Regions from separate parts of the Sus scrofa genome. Here region 2 is linked to region 1. Evidence: chromatin contacts called from public HiChIP or PLAC-seq data. All regions are on one chromosome and are shown on one strand. Each heading gives the region's core, a stretch centred on a gene start, on an enhancer-like site or on the middle of the called end of the contact. The rest is flanking DNA. Distances are from core to core; before and after follow the strand shown.

Region 1 (6,523 bases), core at 2,398-4,897:
TAAGGATCCAACACTGTCACTGCTGTGGTGCAGATGTAATCCCTGGCCAGGAAACTTCTGCATCCCCTGGGCACAGCCCAAAATACTAATAATGATATCAAATCAAATCAGGGTTAAAGACAAACAAAAATCAGGGGTATACCACCGATTTCTAGCAATTCACCTGATAAATTCTACTTCCTCTTAACTCTCTGAGAGATGGTGGGTCGAGAGGGCTCTTAGGAGGGCTGGAAATCAAATGCCCAAGAGCAGTATTTCAGATGAAGAAGGCAGTGGATTATCATGTTAGCATAATTTTCAAAAGGATCTTTGCAACCACCATATCTGGAATTTCATATTTTCAGATACTTTTTTTGGTCCAGCAGCATCATATGTATTAATTTGCTATTTATTTATTAGCTTTTTTTTTTTTTTTTCAGGGCGCTCCTGTGGCATATGGAGGTCCCCAGGCTAGGGGTTAATCAGAGTTACAGCTGCCGGCCTATGCCACAGTCACAGCAACACCAGATTTGAGCTGCATCTACACCACAGCTCACATGGCAACACCAGCTCCTTAACCCACTGACTGAGGCCAGGGATAGAACCTGCCACCTCTTGGTTCCTAGTTGGATTCATTTTCGCTGAGCCATGATGGGAACTCCTTAATTTGGTATTTAAAAGAAATTCTATTTCAGTATAATCATGAATAGCATTTTTTTTTTTCTTTTTAGGACCGCACCCATGGCATATGGAAGTTCCCAGGCGAGGGGTCTAAGTGGAGCTACAGCTGCCAGCCTACACCACAGCCACAGCAACGCCAGGTCCGAGCCGAGTCTGTGATCTACACCACAGCTCATGGCAATGCCAGATCCTTATCCCACTGAGCAAGCTCAAAGATTAAACCAGCATCCTTGGAGTTCCCGTTGTGGCTAAGTGGGTTACAAACCCAACTAATATCCATGAGGATACCGCAGGTTTGGCCCTGAAAAAGCAAAAGAAAGAAAGAAAGAAAGAAAGAAAGAAAGAAAGAAAGAAAGAAAGAAAGAAAGAAAGAAAGAAAGAAACGCATCCTCACGGATGCTAGTCAGGTTCATAACCCACTGAGCCACAATGGGAACTCCTATTTGGGGTTCTTTAAACCAGAGAAAGGCCACTGAATACAAGATTCCTTCTTTGAATAAACTTGGAGGTTTCCCAAAGGGAAGCAGGGCTTGTATGGATGATGGGGAGGTTTCTGCCAAGCTTTATCTCAAGTTCATCTGACTGATGACAAAGACAATCTTATACCTGCTTGTGCAAAACTTTAAGGAGTCCTTGAGTCAGGCCTGTGTCTGTTTTCTGAGTGGCCATGGGCATTTCAATTCTGTCCTTTACAGGAAGTGGATCTCCTCTTGACAAAGCTGAAAAATACCTGACAACGACATGCATTGCTGAAGGCTCATCTGTGCATCCAGCTGACTTCATGCACTTTCATCAGTGACCTCAGAGGGAGACAGTGATGACGGAGGACTGTGCTAGGTCCCTGGCCCAGCCCCTCTACTCAACTGACTTAACATTCTCCACATGCCTCAGTTTCTCTGTCTGCAGAGTGGGGAGAATGGTGGCCCCTGTCTCAAGGCCCCCATCTGCACTCCTGGGGGTCTCACGACACATGCTAATCTCATCAAGTAGATGCCACTAGAGGTCCTGAGATGTTGCTAGAGGAGGTGGAGGTCAGGGCCCCATGTGACCCAAGTGCAAGGGCATGGTCCAGTAGTATCATTTTGACAGCTGGGGACTTGGCCCTGCTTCTCGAGGGGCTTGATTTCAAGCATCTCTGCCTATTCGGGTCTCAGGCACTCAGAACAGGGAAGTCACCTGTTTGGCCAACTCAGGGCCAACCTCCCCTACTCTTCACCTTTCCTGCCTGGTATTTTTTTTTTTTCTTCAGTATTTTCCCACTCAATCATTCCTTTCTGGGACATGGATATTGGTGCTAATACTAGGAAGAAGCTGGGACACAGAGAGAGTCTGGGGCAACAAGACAGGAGGGGGACAGGACCCCGGGGGTCTGGCTGGAGGGTGAGGGGTGCCAGGCAGGGTCTTCTGGAAGCTCACTCTCTGTGGGTGCATGCAGCTGAGAATGGCTGCTGAAGCCACATCATTTGCTGCCCTCACAACCTTACCACTGTCAGAGAAATGCCATATCCAGGAAAATAAGGCACTAAATCATCCAGGGCTACCAGTAATAATTTCAAAGATACAAGTAGTTAGAAAACATCTCTGAACATGTAACAAAATGTAGATCAATAGATATTTGATGGACTAAAAGAAATTTTATATCTCATCCCCTTTTTCTCTCTCCACCCCCTCAAATTCAACTTTCACGCTCTTAGGACAAGTTCAGACATATTTTGTTAACTTAATGTCTGTTCCTAGAAGCAGAATGTTTGTTGCAATAAACTGTGACGCTCATATGCTTGAACTAAGCTGGGCAAAGTTTAACTTTACAGCAGCCTTGGGATGGTTACTTGACATAAACTAGTCTTTCTGGTTCCAATAACCTCAAAAGGTACTCAATCCTGGAGGATTTTCTGAAGACAAAGAATATAACCATAAGATTCTTCCTTGTAAAAATCATTTCACAAATAAAGGGACTGTGATAGTTCGAGTTTATAACACAAGGCAGAAACTTTTTACCCAATGTAACTGTTTTATAAATTTTAGTCTACTTGCATAAATATCACTCTCCAACAATAGAGCTGCCATTGCTTTGTAGATAAATGGGCATTTTGCAGTAATTTCTGGTCTCGTGGTCAATAAACCACGACGCTTCCTAGATAGATACTTAGGTGTAAATACCAAAACCACTGGTACCTACATTAGGTGTATGGTATCTACAATACTATATTAGGTGTAGATACCAATGCTAAAAAAGGTTTTGCCGGTACTCAGGGTACTGAGCATTGTCCAGGAAGGAGGACTCACTAGGCACGACTGGGCAAAGGGGACCAGGGGGCTCTCCAAGGTCCCAGTCCGGTGGAACTTACCCCGCGGACCACTGCAGCACGTCGGCGGGTTGGGTGCGGATCGCAGCCTTGGTGAACTGCTTCAGGATGTCTGGCAGTTCCGGGGGAATGTGGATCTGCTGTGCGCAGAACATGGTGTCGGGAAGCGGCATCGCTCTCCGCAGACCAGGACCAGGCTGGAAAGAATCAAGGTGTGCTGCGGAGGGAGAAAAGGCTGGTTGGCCAGCCCAGGACACTCGGAGAGACGCGACGGCCAGGGGACCCAGGGGCCGGGCCAGAGCACGGGGTCCAGGGTCCCCAGTTTGAAGCCTAGTGGAGGAAGAGGGTCTGGGGCGGGGCTGGGCGGGGTCCGGGATCTTGAACCAGGCCGGGGGTGGTGCGTTTAAACCAGGCCAGGGCAGGCTGCCCACCTTTCCTCGGGTTTGGAGGGGCCGGGGACCGGGGCTGGGCGGCAGTTTTGGGTTTGAGGGCAGGCCAAGAGGCTGGCTTCCTGAGGCGCCGGCAGCCGGCGAAGGCTCTTACCCGCTCCTCCGGTTCCTCGGAAAATGAGGGCCAACCGCTGGTTCTAGCGCAGACCCAGCAACTGGGCAGCAAGCCACCGCTATTGTTTCGCAGCGGTATCCAAGCAACCAAAACATGTGCGGGCTCCACCCCCTGGAGCCGCGCACGCGCACAAATGGTGGAGCAATGCGCTTGCGCAGTCTGGTTTCGCAGTCCTTTCCTTTACCTCGCTGTAGGAGCAGAACGTTTCACTTGAAAAGGACTTTTTTTTTTTTTTTCTTTTGATTAATTTAATTTTATTGGAGTAAAGTTGACTTACAATGGTGTATTAGTTTTAGGTGTATGGTAAAATGATACAGTCATGCATATAAATATATCCATTCTTTTTTCCCATATAGGTTCTTACAAACTACTGAGTAGATTTTCTTCTGCTACACAGCACGTTCTCGTTGCATCTCTTGTTTTTCTTAATTTTTTTTATTACTCAAATGAATTTATCACATCTGTAGTTGTATAATGATCATAAAAATCTGATTTCACAGGATTTCCATCCCACAGCCCAAGCACATCCCCCCACCCCCCAAACTGTCTCCTCCGGATACCATAAGTTTTTCAATGTCTGTGAGTCAGCATCTGTTGTGCAAAGAAATTCCGTCTGTCCTTTCTTCAGATTCCACATGTCAGTGAAAGCATTTGATGTTGGTGTCTCATTGTATGGCTGACTTCACTTAGCATGATAGTTTCTAGGTCCATCCATGTTGCTAAAAATGCTGATTTCGTTCTTTTTCATGGCTGAGTAATATTCCATTGTGTATATGTACCACATCTTCTGGATCCACTCCTCTGTCGATGGACATTTAGGTTGTTTCCATGTCTTGGCTATTGTAAATAGTGCTGCAGTGAACATCGGAGTACATGTGTCTTTGCGATAGATGTGTTTTGTGTTTTCTCTGGATAGATGCCCAGGAGTGGGATTGCTGGATCCAATGGGAGTTCTATGTTTAGTTTTCTGAGGAATCTCCATACTGCTTTCCACAGTGGTTGCACCAATTTACAATCCCACCAACCGTGTAAGAGGGTTCCTTATTCTCCACCCCCTCTCCAGCACTTCTTGTTTGTAGACTTTTGGATGATGGCCATTCTGGCTGGTGTAAGGTGGTACCTCAGAGTGGTTTTGATTTGCGTGTCTCTAATAATGAGTGATGTTGAACAACTTTTCATGTGTTTCTCAGCCATCCGTATGTCTTCTTTGGAGAACTGTCTGTTTAGATCTTCCGCCCATTTTTTGATGGGGTTATTTGTTTTTTTGGTATTGAGCTGCAGAAGGTGTTTATAAATTTTGGAGAGGAATCTCTGGTCAGTCGATTCATTTGCAAAGATTTTCTTCCATTCTGTGGGATGTCTTTTTGTGTTGTTTAGGGTTTCCATTGCTGTGCAGAAACTTTGAGGTTTTATTAGGTCCCATTTGTTTATTTTTCTTTTTATTGTCAATACTCCAAGAGGTGGATCTGATAATATGTTGCTGTTGTTTATGTGAGAGAGTGTTTGGCCTATGTTTTCCTCTAGGAGTTTTATAGTGTCTGGTCTTATATCTAGGTCTTTAATCCATTTGGAGTTTATTTTTGTGTATGGTGTTAGGGAGTGTTCTAAATTCACTCTTTTCCATGTGGCTGTCCAGTTTTCCCAGCACCATTTATTGCACAAGCTGTCCTTTCTCCATTGTGTAGTCTTTCCTCCTTTATCATAGATGAGTTGGCTGTAGGTGCGTGGGTTTAATTCTGGGCTTCCTATCCTGTTTCACTGATCTATATGTCTGTGTTTGTGCCAGTACCATGCAGTTTTGATGACTGTTGCTTTGTAGTATAGTCTGAAGTCTGGGAGCCTGATTCCTCCAGCTCCATTTTTCTTTTTCAAGATGTCTTTGGCTATTCTGGGTCTTTTGTGCTTCCAAACAAACTTTAAAATATTTTGTTCGAGGTCTGTGAAAAATGTCCTTGGTAATTTGATAGGGATTGCATTGAATCTGTAGATTGCCTTGGGTAGCATAGTCATTTTGATAATATTAAGTCTTCCAATCCATGAGCATGGTATATCTTTCCATCTATTTGTATCATCTTTGATTTCTTTCATCAGTGGCTTGTAGTTTTCAGAGTACAGGTCTTTTGTTTCTTTAGGTAGGTTTACTCCTAGGTATTTTATTCTTTTGGATGCGGTGGTAACCGGGATTGCTTCCCTAATTTCCTTTTCTGCTTTTTCATTGTTAGTATATAGAAACGCTATTGATTTCTGTGTATTGATTTTGTATCCTGCAACTTTGCCAAATTCGTGAATGAGCTCTAACAGTTTTCTGGTAGAGTCTTTAGGATTCTCTAGGTAAAGTATCATGTCATCTGCAAATAGCGATAGTTTGACTTCTTCCTTCCCAATTTGGATTCCTTTTATTTTTTTTTACTTCTCTGATTGCTGTGGCTAGGACTTCCAGAACTATATTGAAGAGTAGTGGGGAGAGCAGACATCCTTGTCTTGTTCCTGATCTCAGCGGGAATTCTTTCAGCTTTTCACCATTGAGAATGATGTTCACTGTGGGTTTGTCGTATATGGCCTTTATCATGTGGCAGTAGGTTCCCGTTATGCCCACTTTCTGAAGGGTTTTTATCAGAAATGGGTGTTGGATTTTGTCAAAGTCTTTTTCCTCATGAGAGGATCATATGGTTTTGATTCTTCAGTGTGTTAATGTGGTGTATCACACTGATGGATTTGCAGATATTGAAGAACCCTTGCATCCCTGGGATAAATCCCACTTGAACATGATGTATAATCCTTTTAATGTATTGTTGGATGTGGTTTGCTAGTATTTCGTTGAGAATTTTTGCATCGATGTTCATCAGTGATATTGGCCTGTAGTTTTCTTTTTTTTGTGGAGTCTTTGTCTGGTTTTGGTACCAGGGTGACAGTGGCCTCATTGAATGAGTTTGGGAGTATCCCTCCCTCTGCAATTTTTTGAAATAGTTTCAGAAGGAGAGGTGTTAGCTCTT
Region 2 (6,523 bases), core at 2,108-4,607, 280 kb before region 1:
CCTTTGGTCTTCCTGCTCTGCCACCTTTAGCATATGGCTGTCCTGCCTTTGGTTGCTTCGTGGTTGCACTATGACTGCTCTGCTTTCCACTTTCTGTCTGAAGTCATGGCAGTATGAACAGAGAGGTCTCTAGAAGGAAGGCTACTCCTCACATTAAGAATGCAAAAGCTGGAGTTCTCCTGTGGTGCAGCAGGTTGAGGATCTGGCATTGTCACTACAGTGGCTTGGGTCACTGCTGTGGCATGGGGTTTGATCCCTGGTCCAGGAACTTCCATATGTCATCGTCGCAGCCAAAAAAAAAAAAAGCAAAAACTTCCCCGGAAAACCCCCAATCAACTTTCACTTAGATTTCAGTGGAAATCTAAACCACCTCTAGCTGCAAGGGAGTCTGGGAAATATGGGTTTTTCTTTTCAAGCTAAGTTCTTTAAACAATAGTATTTTCTTCAGTAGGAATGTTATGGATTAGGCAAGAACTCTGCACTGTAATGAGCAGTTTGGATTCTCTTCTAGGTGGGAAGGTATCTGTGGGTAGGTGGGTAAGTGAGGAATTCTGCTTTGACATGTAAAACTAGGTATGTTATACCAGTGTCTGGATCTGTGTGGCTCAGAACAGGTCTCAGGCAAAGATATGGATCCTCTCAGGCCTCAGTGCAGCCCAGGATGACCGGAGCCTCCAAGGCCCTCAGTAGCTTGAGTCCTTCCTCAGAAATATCCTTTACCCCCGGGTTTCTGAGCAATGACATAGGTCACTGAATCTAAGATGCCATTGCTCTTAACGTGATGTACCGCTAAGGGAAAAAATGCTTCCAATTAAACTACAACACAATGTTTTAGAACTCTCATTTCACACTTCTTAGAAATGGTTCTTTTAGACTTAAAGACATAAGTTTTTAAGCATATAGCACCCTTGAACACACACAGAAAGGAAAATAGTAATACAATGAGTTTGGTTAGGTATCCTTAAAGTTTCTATTTAGAATCCAAATCAGTAGTGTCTGTGGATTTCCTCACTCTAGTCTATCAAGAGTGTTAGTGATGGACACTGATTATTAGAGAAATGCAAAGCAAAATTACTATGAGGTACCACTTCACACCAGTCAGAATGGCCATCATTAAAAAGTCCACAAATAGGAATGTAAACTGGTACAGCCACTATGGAGAACAGTTTGGAGATACCTTAGAAACCTACACATAGAACTTCCATATGACCCTGCAATCCCACTCCTGGGCATATATCCGGACAAAACTCTACTTAAAAGAGACACATGCACCCGCATGTTCATTGCAGCACTATTCACAACAGCCAAGACATGGAAACAACCCAAATGTCCATTGACAGAGGACTGGATTCGGAAGATGTGGTATATATACACAATGGAATACTACTCAGCCATAAAAAAGAATGACATAATGCCATTTGCAGCAACACAGATGGAACAAGAGACTCTCATACTAAGTGAAGTAAATCAGAAAGAGAAAAACAAATACCACATGACATCACTTATCTCTGGAATCTAATATGTGGCACAAATGAACCACTCCACAAAAAAGAAAATCATGGGCATGGAGAACAGACTTGTGGTTGCCAAGGGGGATGGGGAGGGAGTGGGATGGACTGGGAATTTGGGGTTAATTGATACAAACTATTGCCTTTGGAATGGATAAGCCATGACCTCCTCGTGTATAGCACTGGGAACTACATCTAGTCACTTATGATGGAGCATGAGAATGTGAGAAAAGGAATGTATATATGTATGTGTGACTGGGTCACCTTGCTGTACAGTAGAAAATTGACAGAACACTATAAACCAGCTGTAATGGGAAAAAATAAAAATCATTTAAAAAAAAAAGTGTTAGTGATGGGGCATCTCTTAAGAGTGTTCCACTAATGATTTTGGATTTTCTTCTAAGCAGGTGACACCTGTCTGCAAGTTTTGACGTGAATGCATGACAATGACAACTATATCACAACTTCTGCCTGGCCAATTTCTATCCTGCTAGTAGTGCTAACGCTAACCCTAACCCTAAACAAAATGCACATTGTGTGCATTTCTGTGTGTGCTGTGATGCAAAGTGTTTAGCAGTGCTGAGTTAGATATCTGGGTAGGGAGGTCAAGGGGGCAGTGGGGTATGGGTGTGGAGCTTAATGGAGAGGCAGACATAGAAAACTGGTTTGAAGATTTGAGATCCGTTAAGCACATGGATGACAGTGGGCCTGCCTGTAACCACTGAATCAGGTCTACACAGAGAAGACAGCTGGTGTTGAACCTTGGGATACTCAAGTGTTTATAAACCTACAAGAGGAGCAAACCAATTCAACTGAGAGTTAGGAGCCAAGCACCTAATTCAAATACTGGGTGTCTAAGGAGTGATGTCCAATCCCTGAAGCTAAGGAGAAAGGGGATGGTCCCCTAGGGCAAGTGCTGCTGAAAGGTCAAGTAGGGTGAGAGTGGAAGAGTTATCACTGGATTGGGCAGCATGAAGGTCATTAGTGACCTTGGCAGAAGGACTTCCTGGTTGGTGGTAGACTCTGTAGAGCTGAATGACAACCAGATGTACGGGACTGGGTTGAGGAGTGAGAGGGGGTGAGGTGCTTTTTGAGCAGCTGTGTTGTCAAAGACAGAGATACAGACAAGAGAGGCAGAAGTTTTTCCTTTTCTAAAGACATTGGCCACGTCTGAACGCTAATTTAGCAAGGCTGGATTCATGTCACAGGAGAGGATACCTCTAGCTGCAAAATGCTTGAGATGGTGAGAGGAATGCAATCCTGGGCACAAGACCAAAGGGTCAGCCTCGGACAGAATCAAGACTCATCGCAACAGAGAGATGACAGACAGGGGGAGCAGACACAACCTTCCAAGAACTTGGTCCAAGCTTCACAGCGCTGTCTTCCTTTCGGGGGGGGGGGAACTCTCCCGTTTATAGCATCTTTTAACAAATCTCTGCTCTGCTTGGGCCTTTTGTCGGTCCCACCCGGGGTCTCACCTCCGCACTTAACCGGTCCTTTTAGCTGTGAGCTGGGTGAGGACATCTGGCAGACTGGCCGGTTACCTGAACACACATCAGCCTCTTGGGCGCCCCTTACTGATGTTCAGTTTCTCCTCCACCGTCACCGTCTATCTAGCGGGTTGGCTGAGCACCGTTCACGGAAGTGCCACTCTGCTCCCGGCGTCTTTTCAACCTCCAGCGAGTGCTCCTGCCAGCACCAGTTCCCGCCTCTTCGAACCGCAAACGCCCCGCCCCGGTCCCCCTTCCTTCTCCGCCCTCGGCCACTGCCTTCAACGTGGCGACGACGACTGCGCATGCTCAGTACCTGGGATGCGCGACGGCTGGCGGGGCGGGGTGGGCGCAGTGACGCCACTGCGCAGCCGCGGACAGGCGGGACCGCGCCACGTCGACGCGCAGCGGCCGCGCCCCCTCTCGGCGGCCTGGGTCTGTTCGCCCGCGCGCGGTCCCGCCGCCTCACGCGCGCGCCTCCCTTGCTCCCCAGCGCTCACGCTCGCGCGCAATTCCCTCTCGCCGGCTAGCCTTCAGCCGCCGACGTCTCGGCCCCTCAGAAAGCCGGTCGCACCATGTCTTCGCCTCCCGAGGGAAAGCTAGAGACGAAAGCAGGACACCCGCCCGCCGGTACTGACTCGTTCCCAACTTTCTCCCCTCTCGTGGGTCCGGAGGGCGGGCTCGAACCCGCGGGCACGGGGCGCGGAGCGGGGCGCCGGGCGGGGGAGGCCGCCGGCCTGGGACGTGTCTGCTCTTGGGGTCTAAGTTGAGCCCAGCCCCCGGGCGGATGAGACCCATCGCCTTAAGGTGTGCGAAACATCGGAGTTGCATGCAAATGAGTGTCTTGAAGGAGTCCCGTTGAGCAACTTACACCCCAAAGTTTCGGCGGTGGCTACTTACTTAGAATGTACAGATGTTTTTAGAAAACAAGTAGCTGAAACTATTAAAAAGCAATGTTTTTAGCGTCATGGTGATGAGTGATTGTAGGCTGACAGCTTTTTTTACTGACTAAAGAACCAAAGGAACGGAAATCATTTTTATAGTTAATCAACCAGTATGACTCCCCTCCCCCCTCCCCCGCCCCGTTTCTTTCTTATGCTGCTCTTCCTCAAAAGTGGTTTTGGTTTTTTTGTTTTTTGCTTTAGCACATCCTGAACTTCTGAGCCAAGGAAGTTAAATGCAGGCAAGAGTCATCTTTCTTAGCATATGGGACTCTTAAGCCACCTTTATGTTCTTACTGTCCCCCCCCCTTTCTGAGCAGAGTTCCTGTTTGCTGTTTCGAATCTACCCTTACTGGGCGATTGCCATTTCTCTCCTTTGGAGTGATGATGTCTCCATATGGAAGGGCGCTGGGAAGGAATCAAAGGTGACCGGGTCCCAGAGTCCCAGTCACTTCAATGTGTGGGATTTTTAGGGTGTTCATTGCACACGTTCATTGGAGTTACCAACTCAGACTGCTGGTCACAGAAGCCTTAGCCAAACATGGCTGCTTTTTGTGGAACATTTGTGCCATCTTGATTAGAGGAAAGATTCCCCTAAGTTCCACCTGCCATCCCCCCCACAACACACACACACTATAGGCCACTAATTCTCTGCCTCAATGGTGGTGAATATAGCAATACCTTAGAGCTGTCGCATTTCAGAGTAGGTGATACTTTTCAGTGGTGAAATAAGCTCTCAACAGCAAGACTGACGGGCAGTAGGAAAGAAAAATGGCTAACTGATGTGTGAGAGGCTAGGAATTTTAGGGAATCGTTCCACTGTAATGGAAAATAGACCTTGGGGACCTCTGTGTCACGTTAGTTTAGGATGAAAAAAGAACTTCAGAGTCATTTCCATTAGCAATAACTCTGACCTTTAATTCCTACTGCTGCGGGTCCATGGCCAGCCCTTCATTTACACTTGTGGTCGTGGACCATGTGGCAGCCATCTGCCCTTGGAGGCCTTGTCCCAGGGTGGTGAGTGACATTAGCTGTATGTGTTGAACTGACACCAAAACAAAGAAGCAGTAATTAAATTGCATGTAGAGACAGCCATATGGAGATTTTTAAGATCAGAGGTATAAACTGTATGTATTAACTCCCTGGGAGAAATTTCATAAAGGGCTCTGATTTTCTTTGAATTGTACACAACTAGGCTGTGTGAATTACAAATTAAACATCTCATTTATTCCCAGGGAGAGAGGAACCACTGTTATTTGTGACAGGGTAGCAGGGAACTTGGGTTCTAAGTTTTGAGGCTGGTCGCTTCTCTAGGGCTCAGTTTTCCTAATCCTTGAAATGGGAGGTTTGGGCCAGACGATCTTTTCCGGCAAAGGAGTGGGGCAGGGCTGTCTTTGTGCTGTTGCTGTCACCATTAGGATTGGATCCTGAGGGCAGTTAATCCCACCCACAAACTCAAGTGACTTCGAGGCAGGTTCTTTAAGCCTTTGGGTCCCCAGTCCAGCAGAAGCTGATTTAGAAGCTGTCACTGTCTTTCTACATTTCCCAAGGCCGGTCACACTCGGCTAGAGTTAAAGGAAGGACCTGGCATCCTGACGCAGGGTGCAGGTAAGAAAGAGACTTTTTGTAGGTTGCAGTATTTTGCCTCTGAGTCAACACCCTCAGATATGTTTTCCCCTGTGGTACAGAGGCCCCTGTACAGAAGCCTTTTTTTGCACTCTGGGCAGTCTTGTTTACTCTAGCCTGACCAGAGAGCAGACAGTTCTGCAGAGTAGGTGTTTAAAGAAAGAAGGAAAAAAGGAAGGAAAAAAGAAAGAAAGAAAGAAAAGACAACCACTATAATAAAGCATAATCATCACGAGTAGCCAAGAGCCCCATTCATAAATTAAAATAAAGGCCTTAAAACTTTGGGAATGCTTTCATAAAGTGCATAAGTTAGATAATAAGAACTTGTGCTGAAATCTGCAATCAAGAACAATAAAATTCTCCCTGTCTCTCTTCATGTTCTTTTGTGTTTTCTCATTCCTGCTGTCTGAACCAGATGCTCTCCTTTGCTTCCTAAGAACATCCATCCCCTTCCCTTATGGTACTCACCTCCACCTGTCTACCTCTTTGCTCCTTGCTTCCGGGGCTGGGTCCTGCTGATGCACAGTGCCCAGCAGAGAATACTCAATCCACAGCTCAAGTTTCTCCAGAACCTCTCTTCTCCATGGCACGTGGGTCCCGCAGCTTCCCTCCACCTCTGAGCTGTCCCCAGCAAAAACTCATGGCGCAGGTGGGACTCTTAGATAGCATCATCATCGTAGAAATGGTAACTAATGTTTTCTAAGTGTTACAGCATGCAGGGTATAGGGGAGGCACAAGAATTTCCCCTTTACCCTTCTAGACTGGCTGAGACTCCCCTGTGATAAAAGAGAGATTAACAAGAGAAAAACAAACAGCAGTTGAATAACATATATACCTTCTGTGTGCATGGGAGAGACTCAGGAAAAATGAGTAACTCCCCAGCCACCACCTTAAATACCATCTTCAGCTAAAGATGAAAGATGCCACCAGAGGAGGCAGCCAGTTATGGGAGGGTGCC

Evidence for each region. HiChIP or PLAC-seq counts read pairs in DNA pulled down with a chosen protein or histone mark.
Region 2: a contact with region 1 is called in an H3K27ac HiChIP or PLAC-seq map of alveolar macrophages. The contact joins the promoter of DAP here to the promoter of ROPN1L in region 1. A contact is called at or near these places in 1 of 47 Hi-C or Micro-C datasets (embryonic fibroblasts) and 1 of 2 datasets of contacts at active chromatin or transcription factors (alveolar macrophages).

What each region holds. Positions count from the first base shown.
Region 1 is chr16:40,423-46,945 of Sscrofa11.1, reverse strand. ROPN1L (ropporin-1-like protein) reads right to left here and starts at 3,647. Exons shown (of 6, transcript XM_021076812.1): 1 at 3,510-3,647; 2 at 3,009-3,183; 3 at 1,267-1,390. The coding sequence starts at 3,139.
Region 2 is chr16:318,909-325,431 of Sscrofa11.1, reverse strand. It overlaps DAP (death-associated protein 1), which reads left to right and starts at 3,357. Exons shown (of 4, transcript XM_003134178.5): 1 at 3,357-3,628. The coding sequence starts at 3,574. It overlaps LOC100523337 (a long non-coding RNA gene), which reads right to left and starts at 3,284. Exons shown (of 4, transcript XR_001300877.2): 1 at 2,987-3,284.